Linked DNA regions of Macaca mulatta: region 2 is linked to region 1. Evidence: chromatin contacts called from public Hi-C data. All regions are on one chromosome and are shown on one strand. Each heading gives the region's core, a stretch centred on a gene start, on an enhancer-like site or on the middle of the called end of the contact. The rest is flanking DNA. Distances are from core to core; before and after follow the strand shown.

The links. A called contact is a pair of places that touch in the nucleus more often than the background predicts.
Region 2: a Hi-C map of fetal cortex germinal zone shows a contact between it and region 1, with 4 times the contacts expected there. The contact joins the promoter of THG1L here to the promoter of CYFIP2 in region 1. A contact is called at or near these places in 2 of 14 Hi-C or Micro-C datasets (fetal cortex germinal zone and liver).

Annotation. Positions count from the first base shown.
Region 1 is chr6:166,135,266-166,141,310 of T2T-MMU8v2.0, forward strand. CYFIP2 (cytoplasmic FMR1 interacting protein 2) reads left to right here and starts at 1,724. Exons shown (of 31, transcript NM_001194296.3): 1 at 1,724-1,837.
Region 2 is chr6:166,606,685-166,612,996 of T2T-MMU8v2.0, forward strand. It overlaps THG1L (tRNA-histidine guanylyltransferase 1 like), which reads left to right and starts at 4,359. Exons shown (of 6, transcript NM_001194604.2): 1 at 4,359-4,671; 2 at 5,866-6,042. The coding sequence starts at 4,481.

The DNA of each region.
Region 1 (6,045 bases), core at 474-2,973:
CACTCCCACAGCTTTTCACACAGAACCAGGGACAGAAATGTATGTGTGTATATATATATATATGTCATTTTTTTTTCTGAAATAGCAATTTGAATTGGAATTAGTGATTTAAGATCAAACCACAAGGAATCATGGATTCTGAGCACTTGGGAAATAAGGTGAGATCAGTAAGGGCAAGCAAAGGCTTCTACAAGTCCTTTGCTGGAGCTTGAATAACGGGGCTCCTCTACAAATTGCCCTTATTAGGAATAGCTGAGTGATTAAGTATAAATTTGTGGACCCTAGGAAACCACTCCTTATGTCTACATACACTCCACAATGTCTTAAATGCTTTCAAATTGTTTACCCTGTAAGGTATAAAAGGCAACCGTCATTCCCTGTGTTGCAGATATGGTGACCTCTGTGGAGCAGAGTGGTGAAGTAACCTGCTCAGGTGTCTCAAGGTTAGAATTTGGTGCAGCCTGACTTCAGCCTGGTCTGAAGGCCTACCAGGCTGGATCTCAATGAGAATTGTTTCTTTCTCTCTTTCTTTCCTCTCTTTCCTTTCTCTCTTTCTCTTCTTTCTTTTCTTCTCCTCTTTCTCTCTTTCTCGTTCTTTCTCTTCTCTCTCTCTTTTTCTTTCTTTCTTTTTTTTTTTTTTGTGAGACAGTCTCACTCTGTCACCCAGTCTGGAGTGCAGCAGCGGGATCATAGCTCACAGTAGCCTCAATCTCCTAGGCTCAAGCAATCCTCCCACCTCAGCCTCCTGGGTAGCTGGGACCAAAGGTGCATGCCACCACACCCATCTTTTTTTTTTTTTTTTTTTTTTTTTTAATTTTTAGTAGAGATGAAGTTTCGTTGAGTTGCCCAGGATGGTCTCCAATTCCTGAGCTCAAGCGATCCTCTCTCCTCGGCCTACTAAAGTGTTGGTATTACAGGTGTGAGCCACCGGTGGGCAGATAATCGCTTCTTTAAGGAGCCCGTAACGGCAGATAAGCCTTGAAGAGAAAGGTACCTGTCCTTTCAGTGCTTCCTGTCGCCTATTTGTCCGTGAAGCAATTCCAGAATGAAGTTGAGGCAGGCCCCTGTTAAAGAGGTGGCAGCTTCAGGGACTCTTCTCCAGGGAACTGGAAGGGAGGGGAAGAACTTATTCTTGAGCGAAGAAGCCCCATCAGCGTCCAGGTTCAACTGGTGGAAGGCCCCCTCCCCTAGCCCCAGTTGCATCTTCAGTCACTTGACCCTGCTACTTCTCCTCACAGCACTTTGGGCTGTAACTGGACGTTAGATGGGTTAATGTACACCCGTCTCTCCTGGAAGGTGATAAAACTCCACGGGGGCAGGGACCCTGTCTTTTGTACACCAGTGCACACCCAGGTCCTGGCACCGTACATGGAACGGAATAGGTAATCAATAAAGATTGGGTTGATAAATGAGCACTCGGAAATCATGTGGGGCCAAAGAGATCCGAATGCGGCCGAAGCTCTCGTTCTCGGGTTGCTGCAGGTGTGGTTCCTAGTGATGGAGGCCGTGGAAGAAGCCCTCCCTCCCTTTCCCGCCCCCAGGGCAGGAAGCCTGGGTGCTGAGCTGTCCTCTGAGCCCGAGGGGCAGGTCCCGGGCGCGCCGGCGGTACAGCGGGGAGCGCCGAGAGCCCCTCGCCGCAGCCATTTCCTGCCCTTTGTGTGACAGCCGCAGCAGAGAAGGGGCGGGCGCTGGGCGGGGGCGGAGCCGCGGCAGGCGGAGCGGCGGGGTCGGGGCGGGGCCGAGCGCCGCGCAGCGGAGCGGGGCAGAGCATCCTGCGCCCCGGCGCGGGGCCCTGCGGTAGCCTTGGGCCCCTCCCCTGAACTCGCCGCAGAGCCAGGTAAGCGGCGCTCGCAGGCCTTGGGCCGGGCACGGGGACCGGGATGCTGCCGGGGACGGGGTTGAGGCCGTGAGGATGCGCGAAGGGCCGCCCCCTCTCCCGGTCCGCGGGGGGCGCTCGGCGCTGCGCCCGGGCTAGCGCAAGGCCCGGCCTCAGGCCCCACGCGGCCCCTTTCCCCCTCGGGCGCACGGTGCGTCCCGCGGCACCGACCCTCTGCCCGGGAGGCGCGAGCACATCGCGGAGTTCCGGCGCAGCGGCGGGGTAGCCGCAGCAGCAGGTGCGCGGCCTGGGCCGGAGCCGCCAGCCCGGGAGGAGGCGGTGCTAATCTCAGGGACCGGAGACACCTGCGGTGGCCGCGAGCCCGGCGGCGGCGACATCCTCGGGTCCAGGTACTGCAGAGCGCTGACCCCTGCCTCTGCCTCTGTGACCACCGTCACCTCCCCCAGGGCCAGCGAGAGCCGCCTGGGCCCGCCTGGCAGCCGCCTCGGGCACACAGAACGTGTGATGGGTGGGGCGAGGGGCGCAGCGGCGATGTTTGGGGGCGGAGGGCTTTGATGAGAGAGAAGCAGGTCTGACCCGCTTGGAAGCTTTCTGGCCTACACTAGCATCGCTCTCCAGGCTGGCCGCGGGCAGGATGGAAGTGGGGGAAGGGGATGAGTGGGCTGACTCCTGGGGGAAAAGATTGTTTTTTCTTGAGCTCTGAGGAACCAGGAAGAGGCTTACCTGTCTGTTGTGACGTCTGCTTTTCAAGACAACCCTACCCGTCACCCCAAGGAACAGCCCACCTATGTGCAAAAGAAGAGGAGGTGCTCTCTGCTTGGGGATGGGGGATGGTCCACAGAAGTATGGCCCTCTATACCCAGAACCCGGCTGGAAAGGACACTGACAGCCCCCCGGTGCCCCCCCAGCACAGGGAATCTGATTTTGACCTTTGCTTGCCTACTTTCCCCAGCACAGTGGAAACATTCACCAGCCCCGACGAGCCATCAGCTGTCCTTCCAGCTAGGCCAAGAATGGGACAAGGATCCTTTTCTGCTAGTTCCTGGGTGCCTGTGCCCTCAGCATGGGCAGGGAGACGGAGGCAGTCCTGCTGGCAGGAGGGGCAAATCAGGAGAGTGTCGGTTCCTGTGTTCCCATTTCCTGCCTCCTGTCTGTGTCCCAGTTAGGGCAGTGGGTCTCACCTTTCTCTTGGATACAGGCTGTGCCAGCAACCCGGGTCCCTGAGATCTTAGAGGGTAAAAATCAGGTCCGTATCTATGGGCAGGTCTGTGAAGGCCTTGACGGTTGCTTTCTCCACCATTAGACCCTCTCTTTGTGGCCCTCCTGGTGGCCTACCACCTCCACTTCCATACAGTGCCCTGCTCTTCCCCCAGTCTCCAGTGTCAGAAATTGTTTTCAAGAAAGGAGCCAATGATTGTGTTTATCTTGAAGAGCTGAATACAAAAGAAGTTCGCATTTGATGCGGAGCAGGTGCTTTACAAGTCATTTGACCAGAAAATAAACAGAGGATGGAGGCATTTTAATGGGAAACAAAGCTTTAATGGGAAACACTGTAGAAATATTTGCTATCGCTAATGGTGGAATTTCAAACAGTGGGCTGGAAGTGGAGGTGGGGAGCTGGGTAGTTCTTTTGGGAACAGGTCCCTGAAATGACAATATCTAGCAGCTGTCAGCTCTGTATTTGGCAAGGGCAGCTTTGGCCCTGGGGGCAGGAATGCTGTAAGAGTGTGTGTGCATGTGTGTGCATGAGTGCATGTTTGTTTAACTGGTCAGGGGTTACTGTCACCGGAAGGCATTTTTTGAGCACCCAGTGTCCACTTTCAGGATGAGAAACTTGTGTACACAGGGTTCCTCGTTGGCATTGGCTACCCTTTGCCAAGGCAATTATTAGACCTCAAGAAGAGAGTGTTGTTTGCTTACAAAGTCAGTGCCTCTAGATAGTTCTACACACTGAGCCTCTGGCTGGGGGCATTAGCTCTCTGCTCACTAAGCTTCTTTATTATATTTCCTGGCCAGTTCTGACCGGTTCTGTAGGCACCCAAGGCTGCCTTGTTCAGTCCCTGCTGAAAAATGAAAAAGGAAAAACTTGCTTTAGGCATTAGGCCAAGAGTCGAATGTACAACCCAATGGGGTTGGAGAATTTTACTCAAATCAGATGCTGGCCCAGAGAAGGAAGTAGACATGAATTCAAAAACTGGTAAAAGGCCCTGGGAGAACTCTACATGTCCCCTCTGATAAATCATGCCCTCTCTGATGTTCAGTGGGCCTCTGCTGCTGTCATTGACCAGAAAACTGAATGAGATGAATAGGCAACAAGCTAATTAACGGAAAAGCGCTCCTGGAAAACAGTACGGGCCCCAGTCCCTACGTTTAAGGATTGGACTACACTCTCAAGGCGGCTTCTTTGGACCTCTGTTGGCCCCAGGGGTCCACCAAGAGTGTCACAAAATGGCCTTTTGTAGCCTCCAGGTGGCCACCATAACAATGAGTCTATTTCTTTACTGGCAAGTATTAATTATTCACTTGTAATTGACGAAGCCAGACATCAGTCACCTCACTGGAGTCTTTATGAAAGGCCTTTGGTCGTGTCATTCTGAGGAGCAAAGCCATGCCTAGGGTCCAGGGGATGGCCCCTGCATCAGTAGTGAGATGGTGGGAGGAGGGGGGCAGGCTGCTGCCTTCTAGGCAGTGAATGGGGGCGGGGGAGGAACTAGTATATCTTTGGATGCTCTTACTACCCGAGGGGTGCATGAAAGTGCCGAGCAGAATGCTTAGCACATAGTAAGTACTAGCATATTTATATATTTATTGTTATAATGTATTCGTTACATAATCATTAAGAATTTGGCTCATGTATGGAATCAACTCTTGGCTGTTACCAGCCCCTCTCCCTCTAGAGCTTTCCTGAATTTTGCTTTTTTGAGGGAAGTTGGTCTCTGTGACCAGTAAACCCAGCCCCAAGTTTACCTGCCAAAGGAAGGGAAAGTTAAGAGTGGTAAGGCATGAACTGAAAGGCTTCAGGTGGGAAGTGCTCTTAAGTAGCACAGGAGAGGTGGGTGGAACTGGAGTCGGCAGAGAGAAGTGGGAGGGAACACGCCAAGCAGAAGCCCAGGGCCATTCTCACATTTCAACACAGAGAGTTAAGGAAGGGCCTCTTCCTCTGTGAGAATTTAGCATTTTGCAACCACCCAAAAATGTTGAGGGCATGCTTTGCTTCCAGGACAGACACAGCAGCACAGTGAGTATGGGACACAGGATCCCTGAGTTGCTGTGTGCCCTTAAACCAGCCACTACCTCTCTGACATTCAAAACTGAGCAATGGAAGGCAGCCTGCCCAACTGTTACCTGCCTGTCATTATGGAAGCCTGTGGATGAGGTAATGTCTGTAAATCCCAGTCTGAGAAACAAAGACCATGGAAATAGAGAAGGAGCCTCCTGAATGTGTGACTCTTTGGGGTAAATGCCCTCCATTCCTTAAGAAACAATTTATTCCTTATATATTGTGTGTCACTTTAAGAAGACGGATCTGTGGCCTCTCTGTACTGTTGAGCCAATGGGAAGCTTAAAGGCATTTTGTGATTCCCAGATTCTGTCAAGGCCCCTGGATAGCCTTGTCTGTACAAAGACACTTCAGAATTCAGTCAGTGGGTGCGGGACACCTCCCAGGATGCAAAGAGCTTAGATATTGGCTTTCTAGCCATGGCCATTATGCTAAGGGCTGTGTGTGATGTACCTCAAAAAAAAAAAAAAAACAAAAAAAAAAACGACCATTTAAGCCATACTTGGGCCCTGGCAACAGAGGGTGCAAATTCTTGAAAGAAATCATTTTGAGAAGGCAGAGCTTGAGTTCAGGCAGAATTTCTTGCAGGGATCATTCTGGTTGTGTGGCATTTTGATAGACTTTGGGCAGCTCAGCTACAGGCAGTGAGAGAGGAAAGTAAATAGGACTTTCTGGCGAGATGCCTGAGAAAGACCCAGTGATGACTTCATCAGTAGGCCTTTTGATTCTGTTTGCGTCATTATTTGGTCATTGTAGAGCAGTGGTTGTCAGGCTTTAATCTCTAGGTAAAACAGAGGTGTGTTTAGTCTGTCCACGTTCTGTAGTCTCTGTTTTCTAAGTAAGGCAGGAGGTGAGGTCCTCTGCAGGAAATCAAGGTGATGGACTGGTTAGGAAACTTCAGGAGACTTCAGAGTTTGGAACAGTTGCC
Region 2 (6,312 bases), core at 3,109-5,608, 470 kb after region 1:
TGTTGGTGGGTGGGGAGCTGGGGAAGGGATAGCATTAGGAGAAATACCTAATGTAAATGATGAGTTGATGGATGCAGCAAACCAACATGGCACATGTATACCTATGTAACAAACCTGCACATTGTGCACATGTACCCTAGAACTTAAAGTGTAATAATTTTTAAAAAAAATCTATCAGAATGATCAGTTAAAATTAAAAAAAAAAAAAAGAAGGTGCTACCATGTATAACCCTATTGCAAATAGTAGAGAGAGGACAGCAATTCCCACAAGTGTGGTGTGGCAGGTAATTTCCATCCAAAATTTTACTTGCCAAGATATAGAATTCCCCTTTGGGGGTCTATGAAGTTCCTTGGTTTCATTTTCCCAACAAAGAAACCTCCATGTTATGGGCACATCACTCACTTTCATTACCTGGCAGAATTTGCAAGATAATTGCCCAGAACTAGCATATTGATTCATATTTGTATGTTACCCATCCCCCCCTTTTTTTTCCAAGCTGCAGAAGATTACCACTTGATTCACAAAAATAAGCAGGGTTAGTCTAAAACGTAGGCAAAAAGTTTAATAACAATAATGAGATTAGGATTTAATGACAAATGTATGATAAGCTTTGGAGCAAAATTTTTCTTTCCAGTCCTCATTTTTGGTAAAAACTAAGTATGAATAAACTTTAGTCATATACTTGGCCTGATTATTTGCATAAAGTGCAGCAGGTTATTTTGACATAGGCCTTTTAGATTGGCTTTGATGAAACTGTTTCCCAAGGAATTTTAGGTAAGATTTTTTTTTTTTTTTTTGAGATGGAGTCTCATTCTGTCACCCAGGCTGAAGTGCAGTGGCGCAATCTCAGCTCACTATAACCTCCGCCTCCTGGGTTCAAGCGATTCTTCTGCCTCAGCCTCCTGTGTAGCTGGGACTACAGTCGCCTGCCACCATGCCTGGCTACTTTTTGTATTTTTACTAGAGACAGGGTTTCACCATATTCGCCAAGCTGGTCTTGAACTGCTGACCTCAGGTGATCTACCCGCCTCAGCTTCCCAAAGTGCTGGAATTACAAGTGTGAGCCACTGTGCCCGGCCTTCAGATAAGACTTTTAAAGTCGAGCCCAGCCATGGGTTTTTATCCCCTAATACCTGTGAGTTGGGTGATCCTCTCCTCTTGAGGTCCCAAGATAAACTCAGAGCTTCCAGACTGGTTAGAAAGTGACATTCTTTACTAACCACAGGTTAGGAACCCTGTGTGGGGACTGTGTAGGCAAGGTATGAGGCCAGTTTTCCCCAAGGGGCTTTTATTGGCTTTACATGTCAAGCTTGATTCCTTAAAGGGAAACACACCCTTTCAGTCAAATTCCTGGTAAAATAACAAGTTTTTCCAATTTTGTCCTGTTGACAAAGAAAAATGGATTCTTATTGCACTGAGGTAAACAACTATATTGCCATAAGTTAAGAGTACTCACAGATAGTTTTCAAATTCTAGAGGAACCAGGCAGAGAAAAATAAACATGCTCCAAATTTTCTTCACATGAGTATAACTTACTCAATTATTAAAGGCCATAAATAGTTTAAAATAACTTTCCTTGACTCTGAAAATCAAAACAAAGATCAGCAATATTCCAAGCAAGTTAAAAAGATTGCTTTAACTTTCTGAGTGTAGCCACTTAGTTAACATTGATTTTGCCTGATAATTGTCAACATGTCAGTTCTTTATGAGTCCCTACGTTCTTTATTTCAATGTTACAATTTTTAAAGCTATTTAAAAAGTGCATTTGAGAACACCTGTTAAAATCCTTTATATAGCTTGATTATAAACCATCTTGTGAGAAGGAACAAAGCAAGACAACAATTGTCTGTGAATGACAAATTTCTATTTGTGAAAGACAAATTGTCTGTGAATGACAAATTTAACCATTTTTATGGTTAAAAATATGACTGAGAGTTTATCTTCATGGTTTACAATAACTTTACCTTTAATTATGATTGATAGCATATACTTAGACATTAGAATTTTAGAAATCCCATACAATTTTGTAACATATATTAGTATTATTCATCAAAATATAACTTAAAGAAGATTGGATATCATTTTGGCAATCTCATGTGACTAAACATATCAAATGATCCTATTTACCTCTTTTCTAAATGTTTTGGAGTCCTCTGAACCAGCCAAAAAGCCAGGCATCAGGAAGGACAATTTCCAGATTGCCATAAATTATTTTGCCAAAATGATGACTCAAAAGGCAAAAACCTTTCATTAGCCTATACTATGACATGAAAATTTTGTTCAAAGCAAAATTTTACCCTTGCATTAGTTTATTAATGTTAACCCCAATTCATTTACATGAAACCTTATAGATTATTCCATTTAATCCTAACCAATTTGACCATGAGGTGAAAACTTTATAAACCTTTTATAACCCTTTTACTAAAGGGCAGATTAGCATCTTAAGACCTCCTTGCTATGCTTTTATTTTAATGCTTAACTTATGTAACAAACATATAGATGCTATGAGAGAAGACGGTGTAGTGCTTCTACTACACATTTCACTGCAAAGCAACCCAAAGCCACTTGGCTTATTTTATAATCAGTCCATCCCTGATGCGAGTCTCATCTCCCACTGTAGGGTGGGGATGGGGAAACCCCGTTTCTACAAAAAATATATATATACAAAAATTAGGCGGGTGTGGCGGCATGCACCTCTAGTCCCAGCTACTAGGAAGGGAGATGGGAAGTTCACCTGAACCCAAAAGGTCTAGGCTGCAGTGAGCTGAGATCATGCCATTGTAGTCCAGCCTGGGTGACAGAGTGAGACTCTGTCTCGAAAACATACAAATAAAAAAATTAAAAATCATGAATTCATATTGATAAGTAATTTTGAAAAATTCACCTAATTAAAGTAGGGCTCCTAGAGGAGGTAAGATTTGGTTGTCTCCTGGTCAGCTTGGAGAGAGGAGTTTGTGGAAGTAAAAGGCGAGGAATGATCACCTACAGAAAACTGACTTCACAGCAACACAAACAAAGAAAAGATGCAGGATGTCATAATTTGTCTTGGTCCTGCCACATATGTGACCTTATGTAAATTACTTTTTTCTCTTTGAGTCTCAGATTTCCCCTTCGTAAAGGTGAAATCCCAGTTCCTCTTTTACATCCCTCTGATGTTACTGTGAGCATCAAAGGAGATGATGACTACCATTTGTGGTACTATTAAGAGGATATACACACATACTGATATAGATCCCTGCATGGATACACAAAAAACTGGTAACAGTTACTGCCTAAAGTATGTTGTTAAGAATCAGTGAAAGACTTTTCACTACATATAAAAGGATTTATATTGTTTGAATATTTTTTTCTTTAGAGTCAGATTCTTGTTCTGCCGCCCAGGCTGGAGTGCTGTGGCTAATCATGGGTCACTGCAGTCTCGAAGTCCGGGCCTCAAGTATCTTCCCACCTCATCGTCCCCTAGCTAGGACTACAGGCATGGGCTACCACGCCTGGATCATTTTTTTCTTTTTTTTAGGAACAGGGGTCTTGCTATGTTGCCAAGGTTGGTATGAATCTCCTGAGCTCAAGCAATCCTCCTGCCTCTGCCTCCCAAAGTGCTGGGATTACAGGCGTGAGCCACCGTGCCTGGCCTGAATATCTTTCTTGAGGATGAAAAAAAAAAAAAAAAAGCAAGTAGGTAATGCATTTGAAAGTGCTTTGTAAATCACAAAATATGACACAAATATTAGGATGTTATTGTTACTATTATCCACCAGCAACAAGATATCAAACACTGGTTCTGTGATTATTTAATGATGAAAAAGTTGAATAAATTTAGTATACCCATATGTTGGAATATTGAGTTCATTTTGCTTTTAAAAATCATACTTTGGAATAATTGATATTGGCAAATGCTCAAGCTGAATGGAAAATATATAAACATTGTATACGTGAATAATTCCAATCTTGTGCATTTCGTGTGTAAACCTACATACACAAAAAGAAAAAAGACTGAAAGGAATCATCCACAATGCTTTGAGGGGGAAGATGGAGAAACAAAGTGTTAATTTTCTTAACTGTACTTTTCGTGTATTCCAGATTTTCTACAACGAGTTAATAAATGCCACTAAGAAAAGGGGATGTATCACAGCTACACCTTCAAACGTCAGAAAAAGAACTTTTTTTTTTTTTCTTAGGTAGGGGTATGATTTTGATCTGGGCACTAACGGGGACACTGATTTCGCTGGTGAGTCAAGACCAGCAGATAAAAAATAATTTTTAAAAACCTCGTGAGAGTGATTTGCCGCAGGAAGGGACGAGGAAGAAGCAGGCGTGGGAAGTGCTAAAGGAGGAACCTAAACCTCCATCCTCTTCCCCCGAGAGGTTAAGAACTACAGGGAGAGGCGAGAGAGACTATGACCGCCCTACGGCTAGAGCGGCCGCGAAGAGAACACTTCCGGGGCGGGGCTATCTGGCTCTTTCCCTTCCGCGTGGAGAATGTGGGCCGCCTGTAAAGTTAAGGTTCACGATTACTTGGCCACCACTTCCATCACTCTGAGACGGTGCCTGAGATTGGGGGCGACCATGGCAAAAAGCAAGTTCGAGTACGTGAGGGACTTCGAGGCTGACGACACCTGCCTGGCCCACTGCTGGGTGGTAGTGCGGCTGGACGGCAGAAATTTCCATCGGTGAGCGAGCTCGGCCCGGGGCGTCGCGGTGCGCCAGCGCTTCTGGGAAATCCGGCTTCTACCCTTCCAAATCGTCCCGGCAGCCCCAGTCACGGTTACCGGGGTAACGCGGTAGCCAATGAGTGCGCAGCATGGAGCATCGCCCCGCCCTGCGTGTTGGCTAGGACAGTGCTTGAACGCTGGCTGTTAGCGTAATTGAATGGGCGACGTGCTCCCCTGATGAGGATCCCGCTTGGAGTGCCCGTGTTAAGTGAACAGAGACCTGTTAGCAAGGACATGTTGTTAAAAGTCACTCTCATGCACAGTATTTAAGCTCTTAAGCCAATCGCCTAGCTTTCTGTTAGATATCTTTGAATGCTGACTGTTCAGAAGTCTGTGTAAGCCTTGCTTGTGGGCAATACTTATGTCTGTGCTTCATTATTAGTAACAGGCCACATGGATTATTTTCAACAGAGAGTCAGAAAAAAAGAGAAGGCTGGGCGCGGAAGGCAGGAGGATCACTAAAGGCCAGGAGTTGGAGACCAGGTTTTTGTTGTTGTTGTTGTTTCTGAAACTCTGCCACTACAAAAACAGAGAGAGAGAGAAGGAAAAGCAAGAGAGAAAGAAAGAAAAAGAAAAAAAATTTAATTTGCCAGGCGCAGTGGTGCACACCTATAGTCCCAGCTACTCGGGAGGCTGAGGTGGGAGGATCGCTTGAGCCTGGGAGGTCAAGGCTGCAGTGAGCGGTGATCGGACCATTGAACTCCAGCTTGGGTGACAGAGCAAGACCCTGTCTCAGAAAAAGAGGGAGGGGGAGAAAAATATAACAGAAAGATGGGAATTTAATTTTTAAAAAGGGCTGCATTATTAATGATCATTATAACTAACATTTATTGAGCACTTACTAGGAGCTAGGTATGATTGCTTTTATCTTCCCTCTACAGGACAACCCAATGAGGTAAATATTCTTTTATTCCCATTTCACAGAAAGGAGAGTTGAGGCTTAGCATTTATGTCTGTTTTTCTCAATTTCAGGGCAGGAAAAAAACTAAGTTCTTAAGGAAATGGGTCAGGTTGTGGCTAGTTGAGCATTTGGGTTCACAGTGCTGTTACATTATCTTCCTCCAAACAGCCTCTGTTATCTAGCAACAGAGCTTGTTGTTAATGACAGGCTTCCATCCATGCTTTCTTCCCTTTTCTCTTCCCCCTACGAAGGTTTGCTGAGAAGCACAACTTTGCAAAACCTAATGACAGCCGTGCTCTCCACCTGATGACCAAATGTGCCCAGACTGTGATGGAAGAACTAGAGGATATTGTGATTGCATATGGACAGAGTGATGAGTACAGCTTTGTGTTCAAGCGGAAAACCAATTGGTTTAAAAGAAGAGCCAGGTAATTCCATGAGCTTCCTCCTTTCTTCAGAATATTTCCTACCAGCATTTGGTTTTGTTTATCTTAATCGCAGACTTACAGGCTACAGATGATGTCTGCAGTATTTGTAACTGCAGAGTGCATGTATATTTCCTGTTTAGATTGTTGTACTTCCATCTGATAGCCAAGCATTCTGTGTGCCTCTTTATCTGATTCTTCCCCCTCATGCCCCATAAGACTAGTTTCTAGACTGACCTGGCATTGAACATTAAGATTAGAAACAGAGACCAT